2 separate regions of the Danio rerio genome follow, and region 1 is linked to region 2. A link is a contact called in public HiCAR-type data. All regions are on one chromosome and are shown on one strand. The core of a region is the stretch at or near the end of the contact, and the rest is flanking DNA. Distances in the headings are between cores, read along the strand shown.

What was found. HiCAR-type assays count read pairs that join an accessible place to other places.
Region 1: a HiCAR-type map of caudal fin shows a contact between it and region 2, with 6 times the contacts expected there. The contact joins the promoter of zdhhc1 here to the promoter of hsd11b2 in region 2. A contact is called at or near these places in 3 of 18 Hi-C or Micro-C datasets (caudal fin and embryo) and 3 of 4 datasets of contacts at active chromatin or transcription factors (caudal fin, embryo and gastrula embryo).

Annotation. Positions count from the first base shown.
Region 1 is chr7:35,300,230-35,303,348 of GRCz12tu, reverse strand. It overlaps zdhhc1 (zDHHC palmitoyltransferase 1), which reads right to left and starts at 1,799. Exons shown (of 11, transcript NM_001423785.1): 1 at 1,188-1,799.
Region 2 is chr7:35,234,987-35,238,312 of GRCz12tu, reverse strand. It overlaps hsd11b2 (hydroxysteroid (11-beta) dehydrogenase 2), which reads left to right and starts at 1,649. Exons shown (of 5, transcript NM_212720.2): 1 at 1,649-2,156. The coding sequence starts at 1,883. It also overlaps a transcript of zdhhc1 not described here.

The DNA.
Region 1 (3,119 bases), core at 550-3,049, 65 kb before region 2:
GCGGTTCATTCCGCTGTGGCGACCCCAGATTAATAAAGGGACTAAGCCGAAAAGAAAATGAATGAATGAACAAACTCAAGGAAAGTGAATAAGTGAGTGTGTGTCTCTCCCTACTTTCTTTTCAGTTCGGTTACATCACTTACAGTATAAAAAGGCATAATAATGTTATAGTGATAGTGTTAATGTTAGTGTGATGTTTCAGTGTATTTCTAGATCACATTTTAAAAACTATAATATGATGAAAATAAACACAATTCTATTTTGTGGTATCTGGTTTGAGGTTAGCATCTTGAGCTAAAGCATAAAATGGAGAAAATATTAACTCTGTTATTGTCAACTCCAGTTGTTTAAAAAGATTTAAAATATGATAAACAAAAAATAATAACAGAACTAAATGCTCCCTATCACATTTAATAAGCATTTTGCATTATTGAAAATTAACAATGAATTCAGTTTACTGTAAATTATACATTTGTTGTGTATCATTAATTTTAAAGAAAACAAATGGAAAAATGCTTGAAATATACTCACAATCTCAATGATGCACAGTGTCTGGCAGTAGTATCAGTTTATAAATGCTTATTTTTAACGTTTTATCAGCTGTGTGATATGAAAAATGTTCAGGATGATAAATTTTGGATTATTTCCACCAGATGATCCACTTCAAGTGCGTTCTGCTCTCCATGAGGCTTTTGATTTTTGGCATTTCAAATAATACAGTTTTAAATAATTTCAGTTTTTTGGTGGTTATGTAGCTGTCATCAATTATTCTGTACATGAAGTAGGCTGATAAAATATCTAAAATATTTTAAGAACGGTTGATATAGTTATTTGTATTTAAGTTACATAATAATACATCTACAATATTATGGCTGCAGTGTCCACAATTTGAACTTATGTTAGCAAATTATTCAGCTCAACGTTTTTGAAAATGGTCTTTAATTAAATGTTACATATTTTTATGATTACTAACGTTACAAATTTTATTGCTACACTAATAGTCTTTTTTAAGCATTCAACATTCAAAGCTTTATGTTAAATGTTATTTGAAGTAATACATGTAAACGTATTAAACAAAAAGGCAAATACGTTTTACACCAGATTCTAATAGCTAACGTTAACTAACACATCCTTAGTGGTCATCATTATTGATGAAAATAAGCTCACGTATAAAGCATAAAACTCACCTGCTCCGTTACTGATGACAGGATTCAGCCAACATTACCTGCACTGCTTTTTCTTTACATGAAAACTACCACTAACCGGAGTCATCTTTGACCCTCACTCATCCACGGCACAAACACAATAACATTAGCTCTGGGTGACCACTAACGTTAGCCCTGTCTTTACTCATTCACTAACGTATACCTGTAGCCTGAGATCCAAGCGGGCGTCTCACTAACCCAAATCTATCATCACGCTTTCATTCCGAGGTAACTAATCTCTTCTAGATATACTGATTAACTTGCCACAGTGCACCAAACCAATAAAACATTTGTGACTGACCAAATATTAACCGCTAACGTTAACGTTAGTTGTGCGCGGAGAACACGATTGACTGCTGTTAACTAATCATTCTGCAAACAAATCACATCTTACGATGGTTCTCGATCTACATACAAAGCGTTTTATCTATCTAAACAATCCAGTCTGCTTAAGAGACTGCACAAACACCAATAAACAAAGGTTTTATATTACAGCAGCGATAGTAAATCCAGTATTTTCGGCATACAGTGACAATTTGTGTAATTAATAGCTGACCGACGCACCTACATCCGGGAAAACCGTTACATGGTTTCTTTCAAATTAAAAGTCCTTACCACTAAATAATAAAATTAAACTTTTTTTCTTGAAGTTTCAATCGTAATTTAAGATGATAAAACGTTGCTTTTATTTTATTATTATTTACTAGATTGTTTTATTAGATGTAGTTTTATAGTGTTTCTATTTTGCACTCTGGAATACCTGCTCTATTGAGAAGGGTAATCCTGCACAACTGGAGTGGCTGCACTCTCAGGACCGCATTTTTAGGACCGCATCTTTAGGACCCTATTTTTTTGTGACAGCGCCAACTGTCGGATTGGATCAAGGATGCGCTAATGGACGACACGGATGACAAGGAAAGTGTAAGTACCGATTTTCTATTAAGTTTTATTTTAAACTGTTAAAGTATGTGTTTATTTTGTAATGCTGCTGTTTTATACTGTAAAGTTATGCAGAAATGCCAGATTAGCCTGCATGATTTAACCCAACGGTCTGGGGACTGGGACAAAAATGTTACGTGACGAGTTTTTTTTTTCCAGAAGAATAAAATATGATAATAATAATTATGGATAATTTTACACAGCCAGAGTGAGAGCTGCTATAACTGTTAATAATTTTCTAGAGTTCGTTTTCTAGTTTGATTAAATGCTACGACGATCGTAGTTCGTGACAATGGTTTATTGAAACATTGTTGATTTAATGGCTTGTTGACTTAACGGCGGTCTAATACGCTTAGTGACACATGCATTAAACTAAGATGGTAAAAGCACGTTGATGTGAGAGTTTCAGATTTATCTATATTTTGCTATATTCGTGTAAAAACCATTACTCAACGTTGTATTACATTAGCACATTAAAAATTGTGCTGACTGCCTGTTAGCCCCACAATGTGTTATTAGCCTGATGTTTTGTCATCGTTTTACAGTGATGAATGAGATGTTTGACGGTTTTAAAAGTTAGGCTTATTCTGCAGGCCTTAACCATATAAAGTCTCATATCTTTAATGTATATCAGGTGTGTTTTACCTGGCGAATAAGAAGTGTTGGCCAATATGATTGGATTGCCTAGGCCCATTGTAGGAAGAAAAGAAAACAAACTACAGGAATATTTTCATTGAGGTTATCGCAAACTGTTGAGTTACACTTTATAACATCTGCATACTATAAATAATTTATTAAGCATTTAATAACTAGTTAATTTATTAATATTTTATTTGTTTAGCATTAACTCTACATTTAATAGACATTGATAAGCAGTTTATAAATACAGTTACAAATGCTAGCTGTGTTCTTGAGTTTATAGCATATCTATAATGAAGTGCAGCTTATCTGTGGTGTTCATTTTCCAGAGGAATG
Region 2 (3,326 bases), core at 400-2,899:
ATTTCCTTATTAGGCATTCTGTACCTGTATTCATTATCTAAAAATGTCCTCTGGTGGAAAACACTGAACCCATCTAAATGATAAAGGGTTATTCCTGCTGCCAAAGGCTTACATAAGAATTAGTATCATATGATATGATCACCATATGGCAATGCTGTGGAGCGTGTGTGGCGCACAATTGCCTGTTGGTGATACGGATGAATGGTAACATGTTCTATGACCTCCAAAGGTCATTAACACAAGGTCAAGGAACACTATGTTCAGCATCCAAACAAGTATGTACAGAGAAGGCTTTAACTTCTGTATGGGCTCGGCTTAGAGATGAATAACGGGATTTAGAGTTTGTATTGTCTGAGGTGGATGTAGGAGGAGTTGTGTAATTTCTTCCTGCATACTGTACTGTCATGTGTAATCAAACAAACTGTGAGCTGTGAATAACTTCTGTGGAAGGGGGAAAATTTAGAGATTGAGATATAGATACGAAAAACAAAACTGCAAAAAAAACGTAAACACAGAGTCTATGGACGAGTTTTACACACATTGAGAAGACAGATGAGTGTAAAAGACAGAACTAGGGTAAAGATGACATGAGGTTTCACACATAGTCATCCAAATAAGATGAAACAACACACCTGATGTGAGAATGACGTCAGTGCCCCCCCTTTTTCCCTCAGTTCATCATTCCTTCTTTGATGCCTCTCCTTTTCTTAGTGTAAAGGTCAGATTCTTGCTTGGAGGATTTATAGTACTGCTGATGTGTTTATTAAACAGCTCCTAGGGAAACAAGGGAGCGGGAATCTACAGGTGTCATCAAAAGGTGAACTATCTTGACATGTATAGATCTAAATAGCAGGATTCTACTTGGGGTATTTTAGACAAAACATCTGCATTTAGAAGACGAATCAATGACCCTGAAAATGAGATCTTTTTCTCCTCATTATAAACACCTTTCTCCACTTTTCATCTGCCACCCACACTCTTTGTGCTTTTTTGTTTTTCTTTTTGTAGGCCTACATTCCTGTGAATGCATATTAGTTTAATGTTCTCTGAAAGGAACAGCAAATTAGACCTGCAGAGTTTAAAATGCATAGACAGCAATGCCAAAACACATCAAAAGGGCATTCTGAGGATTAATCATGGAGGAAACACATGAGTCACATGAGCCAAAGCAAAGCACACGTGCACATGTCGAAAAAACATACGTAGTACAACCACCCACAAATGTCTCCGTGTCTCACTGACACCTGCAATTCAAGTAAAGTGAGTTTGCCTATTTGCAATGCACATTTCAAAGGAGAGTGAGAAAAATACTGTATTTAGCAAATTCAGATGCTTCCACTGTTATAATAGTCATTTATTTTCTCATATTTATATAGAAGAAAGTTCCACAAATTATTTCAGTGCCAAGCAAAAGCAGCAAAAGAGTGGAAAATGCACAAAGAGCAAATGCTTTGTTGGAAAGACGACAAACCTGTGTATGTTGTGGGGGCTGAGGGTAAGTGGGGGGTACAAGAAGTGTTGCAAAGCTTTGGCCATTGGGCTTTGATTACATCTGCTTGAGCAAAGTCCCTCCCCTCTCCTGCAGAGTACACTATATATACACACACGCAGTCAGACGGATCTGTTCACTAGCTCTTACTCTCCTACTCTGAGTTGGAACGTGTGAGATGTGTGTGAGCTTGAGATTGTAGGCAACCGAGCAGGCACATGGTTGCTCATTTGTAAGTGTGATCCCACTTGAGACCGAGACAGTGGCAGAGAGAGAAAAAGAGGGAAAGGTGCCAGTATCAGTACAAGACAGACAGACAGATAGACAGACAGAAAAAAAAAGAGAAAACAGGCAGGGAGAGAAAGACTACAAAGCATTTCCATCTCTAGTACAATGGAAGACTTTGCAGTGTCTTTCTGGATTTACATCGGCGTAATGTCTATCTTTGTTGGTGGAGCGGTGAAGAAGTTCCTGGCATTCAATATCGGTGCCATGCCCTCAGTGGTGGTATGGCTGGGTGCCACTCTGCTGGTGGAGAGACTGTGTGCCCTGTGCATGCCCGCTGTGCTGGCAAGACTGGTCCTCTGTGTGTGCTGCTGGCTGTACTTCACGTGGGCCACCCCTAAACCCTCCCTGCCAGTTGAAGACAAAGCAGTCTTCATCACAGGTAAGCAAGAGCCAAAGCAAGAACAGAATGAAAGGAATGATTGTGTGTGTCATTGTACATTTTTGTGTTTTCTTCTTTTGATCCGTGGCTGACTCAGAGGATCATTACGCACTGACCTGAAATGCACATGAATTGATAAGCAGAGATTGTACAAACATCAGCTGGGGAATCTAGGTCATGACGGGTGTATTCTGTCTTGCAAAAGTGCCACAATTATATTAGGATTGTTGTTGTTTTGTATTTAGCCATACAGCAACATTTAGAGGGTTAAAAAGTATGTGTTTCACCTGTACCGTGATGGAATTAGCTGCACATTTGCACTGTACATTCCTTGTCAGCACATGCTATGTTTGCTGTTTTACTGTAAGTTCTGTATTAATTGCTTTCCTGATTAGAATCACTTTTACCCTACATAACATCTCATGTCTGAGGACAGACTGTCTTGATCAAGAACATCTTGTGCGATGCTTTTAAAAGAATTTTCTTTATCTTTAGACCATATCAAGTTCAAAAATAGGTGAAGTTTAATTTTACTTTCAATCTTATGCTACTGTAAATTTCAGTTTTTATTTAAGTTTGGTTTTAAAGTGTGTGTGTTGTCTTGTGTTTTTGTTTTAGCACTTTTAATATGGCAATATTATTGGACTTTTTATGTACCTTTGCTCATTGTTAAGTGTATAGAGAATGCATAAAAGTTCCTTGGCAAATATCTGAAATGAAAATGTGCTATATCTTATTTCAGTTCTCATTTAAGTAATCAATATGATTTCAAGTTAACTATAATAACCCTGGACTGGATGTAACATTCAGCACTGTTTGATGATTAATCAGTGCATGCATTCTGCTAGTCTTGTTCATCCGATGTGTTGTGTATTAACCTCTATTGTGTCCTGCTGGCTGAACTACAGTACTCAAGGATGGTTTGTCTTTTTCTTAATTGGCTAAGCTAATCTGATTCTAAGTTAAATGATCTTATGCAACAAAAATGCAGTGCAAGCCATGAATCAAATCAAAGAGCTGCTGTGTTGTACCTTCTATAGCATTCTTACAAATTACACCTATATCCCCCCAGTTAAACCATTGTGCAATGTCTCTTTAAGTGGTCTTTGGAGCCTGCTGTAGTTATAGTGCATTGCTTTAAAGGGATAGTTCACCTAAAACAAACTCCCC